2 separate regions of the Mus musculus genome follow, and region 2 is linked to region 1. A link is a contact called in public promoter capture Hi-C data. All regions are on one chromosome and are shown on one strand. The core of a region is the stretch at or near the end of the contact, and the rest is flanking DNA. Distances in the headings are between cores, read along the strand shown. Region 1 has its middle 4.0 kb from the start of Defb41. Region 2 holds the start of Tfap2d (transcription factor AP-2, delta).

The links. Promoter capture Hi-C pulls out the DNA fragments that hold promoters and counts their contacts.
Region 2: a promoter capture Hi-C map of stem cell-derived epiblast-like cells shows a contact between it and region 1, with 4 times the contacts expected there. The contact joins the promoter of Tfap2d here to the enhancer-like site in region 1. A contact is called at or near these places in 6 of 39 promoter capture datasets (the 3T3-L1 cell line, embryonic stem cells, hippocampal neurons and 2 more).

What each region holds. Positions count from the first base shown.
Region 1 is chr1:18,267,475-18,270,714 of GRCm38.p6, forward strand. No RefSeq gene overlaps it. Among named protein-coding and RNA genes, the nearest start is that of Defb41, 4.0 kb to the left of the region's middle. Within about 2 kb of position 1,572, at least 8 of the 459 cell types and tissues checked have an H3K27ac peak or open chromatin away from gene starts, as enhancers often do. A contact at or near this core is called in embryonic stem cells and stem cell-derived epiblast-like cells, where this site is marked.
Region 2 is chr1:19,101,520-19,104,759 of GRCm38.p6, forward strand. It overlaps Tfap2d (transcription factor AP-2, delta), which reads left to right and starts at 1,503. Exons shown (of 8, transcript NM_153154.3): 1 at 1,503-1,775; 2 at 2,845-3,240. The coding sequence starts at 1,737. It overlaps Gm15825 (predicted gene 15825), which reads right to left. Exons shown (of 4, transcript NR_151619.1): 1 at 3,151-3,240.

The DNA of each region.
Region 1 (3,240 bases), core at 322-2,821:
CTCCTTCAGTCCTTCCCCTAACTCCTCCACTGGGGTCCCTGTGCTCAATCCGATGGTTGGCTATGACCATCCACATCTGTATTGGTCAGGCTCTGGCAGAGCCTCTCAGGGGACAGCTATATCAGGCTGTTGTCACAAGAGCTTCTTGGCATAATCAATAGTGTCTGGGTTTAGTGTCTACAGATGGGATGGATTCCTAGGTGGTGCTGTCTTTGGTTGTGATGTTGTTTGCTTCAGTCTCTGCTCTACTTTGCGCCTACATTTCCTTTAGACAGGAACAATTCTAGGTTAATATTTTTAGATGGGTGGGTGGCCCCATTCATCAACTGGGAGTCAGTGCCTAACCACTGGAAATGATCTCTACAGGTTCTATATCCCCTTTGTAAGGTATTTAGGCTAATGGCATCCCCATTGTTTCCTGGCATCTGTGACATCTAAAAACACTAGAATGAATAGAAGCCAATGCATCCAAGAGGAGTAGATAGGAAATAATCAAACTCAGGGATGAAATCAACCAAGTAGAAACAAAGAGAGCAATACAAATAATCAACTAAACCAGGAGCTAATTCTTTAAGAAAACAAGATAGATAAACCCTTATCCAGTTTTACCAGAGGGCAGAGAGACAGAATCCAAATTAATAAAATCAGAAATGAAAAAGGGAGACATAATGGGAACCAAGGAAATTTTAAAAATTCATCAGATCCTACTACAAAAGACTATTCTTTAACAAATTGGAAAATCTGGATGAAATGGACAATTTTCCAGACAGATACCATGTGCCAAAGTTAAATCAGGATCAGATAAATGATCTAAACAGTTTCATAACCTCTAAAGAAATAGAAGCAGTTATTAAAAGTCTCCCAACCACATAAAGGCCAGGACCAGATGAGTTTAGTGCAGAATTCTATCAGACCTTCAAAGAAGACCTAATATCAATATTCTTCAAATTATTCCTCAAAATAGAAACAGAAGGAACACTACCTAACTCATTCTATGAAGCCACAGTTAGGCTGATACCTAAATCACATAAAGACCCAACAAAGAAGGACAATGTTAGACCAATTTCCCTTATCAAAATCGATGCAAAAATACTCAATAAAATTCTCTCAAGCTGAAACCAAGAATACATCAAAAAGATCATTCACCATGTGCAATACACACTCCAGTGAAGTCTGCTTGGCAGGCTGAGAGGCCTGGAAGCACGCATGAGGCAAAGAGTTTCAAGGAAACCCAACCTGGAACCTTGGCATTCTCATGACACTTATACTCATACCCTATCCCCGTTAGTCTGGTGTATGGATCCATGTGCTCTCTTTTAGTATTATTTTATTATAAGTGCCTTTAAAGATTGAATTCTGACATAGATAAGCATTTGCCAGTATTCCAATGTCCCAGAAAAATCCTTGAAGCCGACAAACTTGGAATTCAGTAGGAATTCAGTAAGAATGTTACCCATTCAGTAACATTCAAATTTACTTTTAGTAGAGACAGCGAAACTAATTAGGCATTACAAAGAACAGAGCCCGAATAGCTCAGGGCTGGTCTGTAGAGTGTTTACTTGGGACAATAGCCGGCCTTACCCAGACAAGGGAATACACAACACAGATGCAGACAGGGACCAAAAGGGTCTGCGACAACCATGATCAAGTAGGCTTCATTCCAGAGATGCAGGGATGGTCCAATATATGGAAATCCATCAAAGCAATCCACTATATAAACAAACTCATTGAAAAAATATTTTGATTCTAAATTTACTACATCTTTTGAGCAAAACAACTAAAACCATTTCTTAAAACTTTCATCTTAAGATTATTTAAATCAAATCAGGAATTCTGTAAAATCAGTAATTCATCTAAACAGTAATGGTTCATGAAAGTTTATCTTTATGTAGACCTGCAGGAAATTTGCTCAAACGGCTGGCTAATGTCCAGGAATATTGAGACTATGTAATAGTGAGAGCAAAGGCCTATCAGCTGCATAAAGCAATCCAGAAATGAGGTCTTTGGAACCATGCTTCTCAGAGCTCACCCATCATTAGCCATGTAAAGATGGTGGGCCAACTCCATGAAGGCCACCTTCTAGGATAGCCTTGGTCTATCCTAGATGGTTTCTGACAAAGAAGCCTGTTTAGGTCCTCTGTACAGGTCGCCTACTGTCTGTGGTCAGGCTTTTTGTTGGAAACTTTAGACAGACTGGTTCGGTGACCTGACCAGTAGGTGGCAAATTCTGACAAGTAGATAAATGAAATTCGGTGTACATCCTATTGTCCTGATAAGAATAGTGACTGGGTTCTTAGCCTAGAAGCCTTCTCAGAGGAGAAAGTGAGTGGATAATGGGAGAAGAGTTTGAGAGGATGGGGCTGGGAGGAGAGGAAAAACATGTCTGAGATCAGGATGTAAAGTGAATAAATAAATTAATTATTGAAGAAAAAAAAAAAAGACAACCTGTAAGATCAAGTCTGCAGAATCTGTTTCCAAGGAAGAATTTGTTTCTCAATTCATCAGGCTTGGTGATAGGGCTAGGTGCCTGCACCTTAGAACTACCTTCTGCTCCAACAAGGAAAGTCCTAGACTTTAAGTCTATGATGGCACCCTCCAGATCTCATCATCCCTCACAACTTTTGTCTTCTTTTTATTAAATAACTTATTATGTATAACTTATGCTGCCCACATACACATGGCCATTATGTCTGTGATAGATTAAATATGCTTGATCCAAGGAGTGGCACTATTAGGAGGTGTATTGTTGGAGTAGGTGTGTCCTTGTTGAAGAATGTGTGTCACTGTGGGGGTGGGATTTCAGACCCTTCTCCTTGCTGCCTGAAAGGCAGTCTTCTGGGTCCCTTTGGAACAAGATGTAAAACTCTCAGCTCTGTCTCCAGCACCATGACTGCCTGGATCCTGCCAAGCTTCCTGCCTTGAGGATAATGGGCTTAATCTCTAAACTTGTAAGCTAGCCCCAATTAAATGGTGTCCTTTATAAGAGTTGCCTTGGTAATAGTGTCTCTTCACAACAATGGAAACACTAAGACAGGGCCATCCAATGGAACATGTTCCATTTCTCTTATATTTTTGGATGTGAGCCTAGCTTTTAGGCTGAGCCATCTCTCAGCCCACATGTTCCATTTCTCAATGGTAGCATTCTTTAAAAAAAAAATGACTTCTTCTTTCCTGGAAGCCATAAACTGTCAATAGCTCCTCAGCTAGATGTAGGAGCTCATGAGTTCCTTCACTTCCTAT
Region 2 (3,240 bases), core at 253-2,752, 830 kb after region 1:
TACCTTGTGTGAGCATGCCCTAATAAAACCTCCCATACCCTCAACCAAAAAAAAAAAAAAAAAAAAAAAAAAGCCACATGTCTGTTTGCCTGCGGCTTATTATTAAGACACCTTCTCAGCTTAAACACTTAAAAGGGAACCAAATGAAATAGCAATTAAGACTGAATTACCCTGTCTATCTCTGAGATGAGCTGGTGGGGCCAACTAACCCTCCAGGTTTTGGGTGTTTTATTTTTTTCCCCCTTGAGTAGGCAAGTTTGCTGATAAAACCTAGCATAGCCTCTATATCTTGAGCTTGTTGCTATCACACACACACACACACACACACACACACACAGAGAGAGAGAGAGAGAGAGAGAGAGAGAGAGAGAGAGAGAGAGAGAGAGACCTTCAAGACACTAGATAACTCAGTGGATCAGCCTAAATTTTGGATGAAGTATAACTCTAAAACTGTTTGAAAGTTGAGAAACCTAGAAGAAATGGAAATAGGTGTGTGTGTGTGTGTGTGTGTGTGTGTCAGTGTGCGCTGTTGTTCCCTGTCCCTTTCCAGCACCCTCTTTGTAAATGTAATGCAAGTATTTGGGGGTCCTTTAGGGGTAATATAACTGCTTCCTGTTGTTGAATGGTCCACACTCCCACCTTCCAAAATAGAAATAAGGAGAGACAGGCAGACAGACAGACAGATACAGAGAGGGACACAGAGAGGAGAACAAATAAAAAAACCAAACAAACAAACAAACAAAAATCACACTGTTTAAAAGAAAAGGGAAAAGAAAAATAGTAAAGGGGGGAAAACAGGCTGGGTTGGGGAGTGAAAGACATTTACTTAAGTGTGCAATATCCTCACACATCTTTATTCTCATACATTTTTCCAGTTGTCCTACTTCTTTGTAACAGAAACTTAGGACTGTCCATCATGATTATCTATCTTAAAAACTGCTTAAAAAAATGTTAGCCACCACCTGGTGTTGCCTTTCAAGGACGAAGAACAGAAATTCAATGTAAATATGAGAAAAGGGGTATTGTTTTCACTTGGAAGAAGGCAGACATCCCAACTGGGCAAGACTGATTGCAATGCCTGTTGGAAAAAAAGATCAGCTTTCAACATCCAGGGAGTGGAACCAATAGGAACAAATGCCCAGTCATGTAAAAGAAAGGTTTAATTAATATATGTTTCTGTCTGTAAGCTGCATGTATTGGGGATAGATTTCTATCTTCGCAATAAAAATGTGTAAATGCTCTCTGCAGAGATGCGTCCTCACCTCAGTCGGTATAGAAAAGCATGATAAAGGTTGTGGAAAATGGATAAAAAATGTTGAAAGAACCCCCAGTTCCTTATTAGGCGAAGATACAATATTTATTCCTTGTCTCATGGGATAAATCTCTTCTGCCTATTGTCCTCCCCGTTCTCACTGCTGATGCTTAATTTTCAAAACTTCTATATTACCAAGGGACCTACGACATCAGCCAAAGAAATTCTCAGCAAGTACAAAATCTGTTCCAGGGAGCTGCTTTTGTGCAGAGGGAAAATTTTGTTCCTACAGGTTTTTTAAGTGGGTACGAGGCAAGGAGCTATCTGATCCGGGCAAAACCATTACAGTTTAGATCTCTATCTACGGAACATTTTTTTTCTTCCTTTAAAAAAAATTGGAAAATACAAGAAGTTTTGGATTTTTTTTTCCTGATTCTTTTTTTGGAGGGGGAAATTGCATCGTAAGCTTTTGGAGAAACCCATCATGTCAACTACCTTTCCCGGACTAGTCCACGATGCGGAGGTATTATTACTTTTTTGTGTGTGTGTGTGAGCGCGCGCGCGTGAGTGTGTGAGTGTGTGGCGGCGGCGGTGGTGGTGGCGGTGGTGGTGGCAGCTTCCCCTGCCTCTAATCTATATTGGACCGTTACGTTTAATTATAATCTGGCTTTCGGGAGAAGTTACGGAAGGGAACGGGAGAAAGTTCGTTATGACATCTGTCGCAGGGAGGGCAACTCTCCTCCAAGTTAAGCACCATTTGCAGTAATGAGGGAGAAGCATAATCCTAACAATAAGTGGGGACGAGGAGAAAGCTAGAGACACAGAAAGGATTCTCCGAAAAGCAAAGAAAGGGGACTGATGAGGGACAGTAGGTGGACGTGGGGGTTGGGGGGTGGGGGGGAAGAACGCAGCGCATCCCTTTCAGAAGGGGTTTATTCAAGAAATGGCACACAAGTGGCTATGGGGGCGAGCAAGTTGAACAATTTGCACGGACTGGGATTTTTAATGTACATGTATATATACCTTTATATTTGTGGACGGTGATCCTTTTATTTATTTATTTTTTTTTTAGCAGCTCAGGCTGAACACCTCCGCATGGCCAGGAGGCATTTCGGTGCTAGGGTCTGGCTGGAGTAGCGATGTGCATCCTAGCGTTTTCTGCATGTGGACTCTCTTGCTCCCCTAAGCCCCCAGTCACCTGCAAACCTGACTCCCAACGCCTAGCTCCAGGCACAAGTTGAGAATTGAAGGGTGTGAGTGTATTTGAGTGTGTGTGTGTGTCTGTCCGTCTGTCTGTCTGACTGTGTGTGCATGTGTAATGTCGCCCGCACCTATATAGGGTGGGGGATTCCCCCCACCCCACCCCGCTCTCTCCACTGTGAAGACGAGGCCGCCCACCCCCAGTTCAACTGTTAGCGAAGTCTGCTTGGTGAAGGCACTCACTGAGTCCGGCTGCTCTCCGGAAGCCCAGCGCGCTCTCTCCTCCTAGGGAGAGACAGGGAAAGCTCCCGACTCTGGGAGAGTGGCGCCTTGGTTGCAAAATGACAAACCTCAAGTTTTTCTGCTCTCCCCTTTCCCCCTCTTCCTTCCAGATACGTCACGACGGATCAAACAGCTACCGTTTGATGCAGCTTGGCTGTCTGGAGTCCGTAGCCAATTCCACGGTTGCCTATTCCTCCTCCTCTCCTTTAACTTACTCTACCACCGGCACCGAGTTTGCGTCCCCCTACTTCTCCACTAACCACCAGTACACCCCGCTCCACCACCAGTCCTTCCATTACGAGTTCCAGCACAGCCACCCGGCGGTCACTCCCGACGCCTACTCTCTGAACTCGCTCCACCACTCACAACAGTACTACCAGCAGATTCACCACGGGGAGCCCACCGACTTTATTAACCTGCACAATGCGCGGGCTCTCAAGTCCTCCTGCCTGGACGAGCAGAGGCGGGAGCTGGGTTGCCTCGATGCCTACCGCCGCCACGACCTG